Regions from separate parts of the Mus musculus genome. Here region 1 is linked to region 2. The links are chromatin contacts, called in public Hi-C maps. All regions are on one chromosome and are shown on one strand. Each heading gives the region's core, a stretch centred on a gene start, on an enhancer-like site or on the middle of the called end of the contact. The rest is flanking DNA. Distances are from core to core; before and after follow the strand shown.

The links. Hi-C and Micro-C count contacts between places; a contact is called where the count stands out from the background.
Region 1: a contact with region 2 is called in a Hi-C map of CD8 T cells, with 5 times the contacts expected there. The contact joins the promoter of Tmem192 here to the promoter of Ddx60 in region 2. A contact is called at or near these places in 1 of 39 promoter capture datasets (liver) and 3 of 484 Hi-C or Micro-C datasets (CD4 T cells and CD8 T cells).

The regions. Positions count from the first base shown.
Region 1 is chr8:64,945,290-64,949,841 of GRCm38.p6, reverse strand. Tmem192 (transmembrane protein 192) reads right to left here and starts at 2,657. Exons shown (of 6, transcript NM_028427.3): 1 at 2,509-2,657. The coding sequence starts at 2,535.
Region 2 is chr8:61,925,140-61,929,498 of GRCm38.p6, reverse strand. It overlaps Ddx60 (DExD/H box helicase 60), which reads right to left and starts at 1,412. Exons shown (of 38, transcript NM_001293783.1): 1 at 1,223-1,412.

The DNA.
Region 1 (4,552 bases), core at 1,408-3,907, 3.0 Mb before region 2:
GCTATTTCTATGTTCTTCCTTCCTTCCTTCCTTCCTTCCTTCCTTCCTTCCTTCCTCTCTCTCTCTCTCTTTCTTTCTTTTTCCCCAAGACAAGGTGTCTCTGTCACCCTGGCTACTGTAGAACTCACTAAGTAGACCAGGCTAGTCTCCAACTCAGAGATCCACTTGCCTCTAGTTCCTGAGTGCCGAGATTAAAGAGTGAGCCACCACTGCCTGGCTTGAATCATTTTCAATCAATTCATCAATCAACTTTTCTATCTTCTTACAAGTCTCCCCCCACCCCACACCTAGGACCTCATGTGTGTTACACAACTGCTCTAACACTGAACTACATCCCCAGAACCTCAAATCATTCCTTCACTTCCTCTATTTTGGTCTGTAACTCCCTAAGGCCAAGGGTGACCTTGAATTTAAGATTCCCTCCCCTTACTTCCTCAGTGCTGGGACCACAGGTGTGTGCTACCATGCCTGGTTTATGTGGTGCTAAAGACTGAGCTCAGGGTTGTGTGGATGCTAAACGAGCAAGAACTCTACCACGTTCGCCCAACCCATTGCCATGACTTATGATCGAGTGAGTTACTACCAAAGAACTCAGCTATTGTTTTGACCTCAATACTGTCTCTTCATTTTCTTCCCCCAGTAACTGCTTCCTTTGGGGACTTGATGTCTATGCTGTATTAAGCCTTACTGGGACCCAGGTATAGTGGCATGTGCTGTTTATAATCCCAGCATGTAGGAGGCTTCAGGAGGAGGATTACTGTAAGCCAGGGGCTAGCCTGAGTTACCTAGTATGAGCCTGTAAAAAAAAAAACAAAAAAACAAAAAACAAAAATCCATGTGGGAATATCTTTAAATATTTCCCCTCTCCCTCTCTTGGTCTGATGGTAGTCATACAACAAAAGGCCGTTTGTAGACGACAGATCTCAGGTAAGGAAACAGCAGCATATTCAAGTTGGGGTACATTCTGTGAAGGTGTGTCTCTGTGTTTCCAATTGCTAATTCTGGACCAGCAGAGAGCTAAATGCTGGCAGAATCCTGGTCTTGCCATTTCTACAGCCCATTACTGGGTTTCTATTTTGTAAATATTCATTCTCCCCATCTGATCTAGAATCGTATCTGATTGGCTGTAATAAGGAGAGGAGAGACAAGAGCTAGGCAGGAAGTGGAGGGTGGCTTTTCCAGGAGAGAAAGGGATTCTGGGAGAAGAAATCAGAGGTGAGGGATTCAGCCAGCAGACAAGGGGGTAAACAGGACCAGAGCTGAGCAGAGAGGTAGAGGTGGCCATATGGCATGACATAGTGCCAGGATTAGTCTGGTTAGGGCAGCTACAAGACTGCCCTCCATGAGAGGCCTAAGTATTAAGTTTCCAAGTAGTAGTTGCTTTCCCATTTTCTCAGTTGAAAAATAACTAGATTAGTCCTGCTGTTAGAAACATATTTCATCAAGAAAATGTAACTAGCTACATCATCCTAGCATTAAAATGGGTTGAGTCAGGGAAGATAGGCAAATCTGAGGCCAGGTTAGGCTATATAATGAGTACCAGGCCAGCTAGGGCTACATAGCAAGTCTTAAATAAACAAATAAATAAATAAATGACTGCAGGACCCAAACACACAAGAATCTAAGCCCTTACAGTTCTGGAACCTTGCTATTATTAATTATTATTATTATTATCATTATTATTATTATTATTTTGATGTACTTTTATACTAAGACCATGATAATGTTTTTATTAGTTATTAGCTCAGGTCACTGTGCTAAGATAATGTCAGCCTTGCATTTCTCAAGGGCAGGAATTGTATTATGCCACTGGACAAAACAGTTTGTTCTGGAAACAAACGCATGTTTCCTCCCAAAGTGTTTCCCCCGCCCCACACCCAATTTCAAATAAATCAGTGTCTTAATGAGCTTGCAAACTCAAGATTTTTGCAACTGTATTATTCTATAATGGCTACATCATGAACTGGGCAACCGAATACTTTTTTTTTTTAAAGCAACCAAGCACTGTTCCTATCATGCCTACATTCAAAACAGCACATGATAACTGTTATGCGCCAATCTGCGTTTCCGGGAGATGAGAGCTACAAGTCCGCCCGAGGGATGCTGGAGGTTAGAGTCACTCCAAGTTCCGGGTGCTCTCCGACCAACGCAGGAGGGCCCACAGAAGCCGGGTCACCCGGGCTTGCAAGCCCGCCTGTCAGTCTCTCCCAGGAAGGACAGATCAAGCCAGCTCGCATCACGTGAAGCTCCCATTTCCGGAACCAAAGACGCGCACTGCACGTGAGCCGCCGAGTGAAGGGTCCCGCACGCCCACCCTGCCGTGTCCCTCCGATCGTTCAGGAAGACGTTCCCGGGGTCCGCGGTCCCCGCCCGTCGCGTCACCCCGCACCCTGCGTCCCCGATGGTCGAGCCGCTGCGGCTCTGGTTAGCTCCTAGCCCGCAGTCTCCGCCCCCTGAGCCCAGCACAGGAAGCCGAATGGCGGGGACAGGGCTCGGCGCCTCACTCACGTCCTCCAGCCGGCCGGCCGCCGCCATGACCCGCCGTCGCGGGCCGATGCCCCGCCAGCCTGACCTCTCCACCAGCGCCCGGGCGCCGACGGCCCGGGACAGTCGCACCTACTAGGACCTGCGCGCCCCGCCTCGGACACACCCACTCTGCGCTCGCCCCGCCCCGGCCGCCGAAGGCCACGCCCCTCCACCTAGATCAGCCGATCAGCAGCCAGGGGCGTGGCCCCCCCTGCAGACTCCAGCTTTGAGCTGCAGTGTAGCCCAGGCGGTTGTTTTGGGGTTTCCCCTAAACTGTTGCTTCATCCATTTATCAGAGATTTGGAAATTAAAGGATGAATTTCTCGAGCAACCATTTAAACCAAGTAAACTACTTCTCTTTAGAATATTAACTTATTTCTGTTGGCGCAATTTTTGTTTGCAACAATATAGATAGCTCTGTTTGGAAAAAGACGCAGTAAAAATCGCAATTCCACCTGTAGAGGGACTTAATTAGAATAGATTCCAATTTCTATAACACGATTTACAGATGTCTCCACAGGAAATTTCTGTAGTTTTTTTTTTTTTTTAAGGTATTCTGTTTCTGTTTTCCCCTTCCCCATCTCTTCTTTTTCTGTCCTTTGATTATTTTTGGTTTCAGTTTTGTTTTTATGAGACAGGGTTTCTCTACATAGCGCTACGTGTTCCGGAACTCACTATGTAGACCAGACTGAACCCTCGGAGATTCGCCTGTCTTTGTTGCCTAGTGGAATGCTCGGATGAGCCGCCACACTTGACCCAAGATTAAGTCAGTTCTTCCACTATGTGAATCCTGGACTTGACAGCAAAAGCCATTCATTGCCCAGTCCTCATTTTTGTAAAAATTAAAACAAAGTCTCAAGTAGCTCACACTGACCTAGAAATTGATGTGCACTGAAACGGGCCTTCAGTTCCTGATCCACTTGCCTTCACACAGTGAAATCTGGCATCGCTAGTGTGCATCATCGCAACGGATGAGTTGTTTTGTTTTATATACAAAGTATTTTTAAAATGCTTTTATTTTATGCATTTCAGTGTTTTATTTGCATGTGTGGCTATGCACTGTGTGTGTGCCTATTGCCCAGGGAGGCCAGATGAGACACTGGAGTTAGACAGTGGTTCTGGGAATCAAACCCAGGTTTTTTTTGGAAGAGTGGTTAGTGCATTTAAGCACTGAGCCATCTCTGCAGGCCAAGTTTTAAACACACACACACACACACACACACACACACACACACACACACAGAATCCAACTGGGGAAGTGGGTGTGGTGGCACACACCTGTAGTCCCAGGTCTTAGAGGAGACAAGAGAATCGTGATATCAAAGCCAGGCTTTGCTTTATAGTGCGTTAGAGGCAAGCCTGGGTTACACGAGATATCTCATGAAGAATGAAGAGAGATTTGAGGAAGAGTCCTCAAGGTCTGTGGTTGAAGAGGAATTGGAAGGCAAAGATGTCATCAACGCCGAGCAGACTGGGCCCCAAGGACAGTGACTAGACTTGTCCATTGGAAAGAATGCCTGTCCTCGTGTCCTGGAACAGCTAGCTGAATCATGTTGGCTCCTTCCTCTCTACAACCAGCTTCTCCACAGACCCTGGGAAGGAACAGCCCTGAAATCCTCAAAGGACATTTCCTTATGTACTGCACACTTTTAACTGGCCTTTACTCTTTTAAATGAGCATTTACTGGCGTCTGTTAATTATATGTAATAACAGGTTTCATTATGGCATTCTCATACGTGTGTGTATAAGGTATTTTAGTTATATACAGCGCCCGTTGCCTTCTCTTGCCCCCTCCCACTCATTCCCTTTCTTTTCCCAGCTAGTCCCCTTTCTGATTGCAAGGCAGCAATGTGAAATGTGTGTGTGCATGCTTGAGCATGTGCCTGTTTGTGTGTGATGTAATGAGTGTAAGATTACATACTTACAGGATCATGTGTCACTTAACAATCCCTCCCTCTCTCTCACTCTCCTCTCCCTCTCCCCCCTCCCCCTCTTTCCCTCTCCCTCTCCCTCCCTCTCCCCCTCC
Region 2 (4,359 bases), core at 163-2,662:
TCACAAAATCCTGCAAAACATGATAGACCTGATACATACACATACATGTGTATATATGAATATGTGTATATGTGTATATGTATATGCATATATGTATATATGTATGTATGTATGTACGTATGTACGTATGTATGTATGTATATATGTATGTATGTATATATGTATATATATATGCATATATGTATATACGTATATATATGTTGGGCGTCCTGACACCCTTATTACCAGGACAGTCTCTCTGGTAATGAGGCATGTTAGTTAATTGAGAAAGCCTCCTATATCCTTGGAAAGTACAGCCACCTGTGAGAAGTGACCTGAAGTGTGACAATGGAAGGTATCAGACTCTGAGTTACCCTTAATCAACAACTTGCAAGAAATCAGAGAATTCCAGACTTCTTACTGACCTCAAGGAACCAAAATGAGCACCCAGAACCTGGCTCCGCCCTGGCAGACATCTTGAGTTCTATGCTGGGCTTTGCAAAAAGCACTTAGCCTGTGCCTAAACAGAATCTGTAAAATAAAACACCTATTGTGTTTAAAGCAACTCAGTTTGTGCTGATTTGTGATGAGGAAACAGAAAATCAATCCCTGCTCCTTACACATGAATACATTAAATCTCAGATGACTCAAACAGGGAGACTGAGGCAGCGGGATACTCCAAGTTGGCCCAACCTGGGTTCCATGGGGAGTACCAGGAAGCCCAGGGAGACTGCTAGGGCTAGCATACGAAGAGATTGGGTGGGGGGATGCATTTCTGCAGTAAAGCATAACTTGTCTTAGCCACTGCAATTTCAGGGCAACTACAATTCATCTGGGTTTTTCTTCACATTCTGCTTCTAGCTCTGGAAGCCTGAAGTAGGGCCCCGATTCGATTCGGCACCTAGGAGAAAAACTATTGGTGGGGATGTTCAACATTTATTGGCTGTGCACACACCCCAATGCCCCTACTTATTGATCCCTATCCCAGCTACCCGTTTACAAAGGATCCTCAAGAGACTGAGTCAGGCATCTTTTTCCCTGCCACTCACCACTCAGACCTCTTCCCTCTGTGGTCCACCGAGTACTGGCCACTGGGGTAGGTGGGTCTGTGCTCCACTGCCCATTGAAAGCTACCTCCTAGTGCTGTCCCCTCAGCTCCGCTCCAGCTCCTCTTTTGGGATACTCTGACCTAGGCACGCCCTACAATCCCCTGGCGAGCCCAGAAGCAACCCCCTGGCCTCACCGGGAAGCCCAGACCGGGAACCTGGACCTGCTACGTGCAGAGAACCGCTGGTCTGCGCAGCAGGTATTGAGCGCGCTGGTCCGCGCTGCAGGTAACAAGCAAGCACACAGTCGACCACAGGAGACCTAAGACCAATCGCTAGCTCCAAAAAGTGGCAACTTGTGAGTCTCTCAGGCCGCCTTTTATAAGTGAAGGATAGTTTCGGTTTCTCTTCTGCTCCCAGAAGCTTTAAGTTTCGGTTTCCATTCATCACTAATCAAAGAGCATTTGGTGAATGCAGCTTTGCGCATCCTTTGGTAAAGTTAGTACTGTTAAGGTAGGAAAACCAGAGGCTTTGGGATTCTTGAGGTAAGGAGGAGGATTTGACAGGGAAATCTGGAGACATCTAAGCAAGGCAACATTGGAGAGGCTGTAGCAGCAGAACTCCGGGCGCTGTGCCAATTGCTCCTACTGTGCTAACGACAGCAGGAGGACAAAGCCTCAACAAAGCCCAGACACCTCTACCTTTTCAGGTAGTATTTTAAAGGTAGGTAGGAATTTGAGATTACATGAGTCTATTATTGAAGCCTGTGATTAATCCATTTGGGATCTTCTTTAGCCGAATGGCACTACTAAACAAGCTGAAAATGGAGCCTACTTTTATCTCAGCCTTAATAACTTTTCTTTCCTTTGATTTTGTTTGATTTGGTTTGGCTTGGTTTTTTACCTGTCAATACCTGAAATTTGGGTTTGAAAGCTGGCTTGCTTAGTATCCTATGCTTGCTGAACTTTAGGAAGGCTCTAAATATGACAATTCTATTTTCAATATTGGAATTCTAGAAAGTGGGGGACTCTTGCATTTGGGTGACCGTGACAACAATGGGACCAAAAGCTATTTTGTCAGGCACTGGCAGAACTCTCATCCATGGGGAAAGAGCAACAGAATGCAATGTGTTGAGATAACTTGAGAAACATCCATTGTTTTGAAGGCCATTAAGAATGGACCCTTCCCTCATGGTCAGCTTTTGACCTAGCCCCTGTTTCCTTGGTAACAGTAAGAAAAGGTCCCACCCTTTCTGTCCTCCTTTACATTAAAATACTACCTGAAAAGGTAGAGGTGTCTGGGCTTTGTTGAGGCTTTGTCCTCCTGGGTGAGAAAATGTCACCCTTTCCTGTTCCCTCCAATTTAAGTCAGCGACCTAATTCCTTGAGACTGTGGTAACTGTGGTAATAGATACTGCACGCATAGCCTAAACCAAGGAGCATGATATAAGTGGATTATCTCAGGTGGGCCCAAAATAATCATAAGCAGGTTCTTAATGTGGTGACAGAGGCAGAAATTCAGGCTGGTAATTTGATTACATATGTAGTCTTCTAGCAAGACTCTATGAAGATGATGGAAAACCACAAACCAAGGAATGAAATTGAAATAATCTACTCCAGGTTACAAATCTCCATGCTTATTAAGCCAACTGTGAGCACTGTGAGTTCTTTACACAGCCAGCTGACCAAGAGTAAGCTGGCACCTCAGGAGAGCTCTCGGTGGAGAAAACAGGGTTTTCAAGTCAAAAGTCTACAATTATAGCACACAGGGGGTAGGCTGAGGACATGTCACATCAGGATATATATATATATAATTTACTGGAGCAAGGACAACTCTGTGGCCACCATTGAGGGATATGTCTCCCTCACTGTTAATGTTTACTGGTCCTCAGGAAGAGCTCATGAGCTCCCCTCATCAGTGATGGAACGTTGATGAGCCTTGTCTTGTGTTGATAGTCACTGTTACTATGAATTCACAGGTATAACAGGCATGTCGTGTCCAGAAGAGAGTGTTTCACAGCACTCTTTCCTGTTTGAGACTCTTACATTCTTTCCCTCCTTTCCCCCATAATATTCCTTGAGCTTTGGAGGAAAAGATATCAATGTCTCATTTTAGGATGAGTGCCCAGCTGTCCCTTATTCACCAGTTATCTCTGCATTAACCATCACCTACTCCAGAGCCACCCAAATCTATGAATATAGATACAAATATTTAGAAGGCGGTTTGACATCATATCCATATAGCAAAGCAACAGGAGTAGTTTCCCCTTTAGAGCCTATAACTTCGCCATTCATGGGTTTTGGATTAGGTCAGACATGAGTTGCTCCTGTAGAATAGACCTAAAATCCTAAAATCAGAATGTCGTTGGTTATCATACCACTACTGTGCCAGTGGAAACATCCTGTCTGACAGGTTAGTATTACAGAAAACAGATTCCTTTCTAGATCTTCTAGAAACCACTCCTGATGGCGCTTGGATTTGAACCCAGTGAAACTGACTTTCAGAACTAAGAACAAGTTACTCTTGTTCTAAGCGACTGTGAATAATTCAGTACAGGAGCCCCAAAAAGTGAACGAACAAACTAACTAAATGTAATACAGTCATGTAAGCTAATGTAGTAGAAAAACCATGACATATTTGCTAGTAGCAAAACTAAGACTCTTACAACACAGGAGACGACTATGAGCTCAGTGATGTGGGAATATCCTCATATTTATTATCATACTATTCCAGGTTTTACAAGATGGATATTTTTGTGTTGCTTTTTTTGATGAGGTAAGTGATTTTGATGATTAAAGTGATACAAAGACAATAAGTGGTGACATAATACCAAACTTAATGAAAACCAAAAGTTTGCTTATAGGATTTTCAGTTACATGAACTCTGACAAATGCTTCTCCTTCTAGAACTGAAATTCTTCCAGCCTATAGACCAACTGTTTTCTTTTCATTTTTTTTTTAATTAAACTTGTGTGCTGTTGTTATCATTTGGGGATTTTCTTTGTGGGCATTTTTAGGGTAAGCAAACTCTGTGGTGTTCATGGTTGTTTTGACTTTCAGTGACTTCAGATTTTTCAGTGAATAACTTAATAAACTTTGATTCACCCCCCTCAATTTTCTAGTCTTTGTCTGTTCCGTGTTACTAAAATAAGATAACACAGTCTGGGTAATTTATAAGGAAAAATGCATTTATTGTAATTTTGGAAACTTTGAAATCCAGAGTGCCAGCATCTGGCAAAAAGTCCTCGTTGGTAGCGTCTATAATAGCAGTTCTCGACCTCCCTAATGCTGGGACCCTTCAATACAGTTCCTCATGTTGTAGCTACCCCAACCAT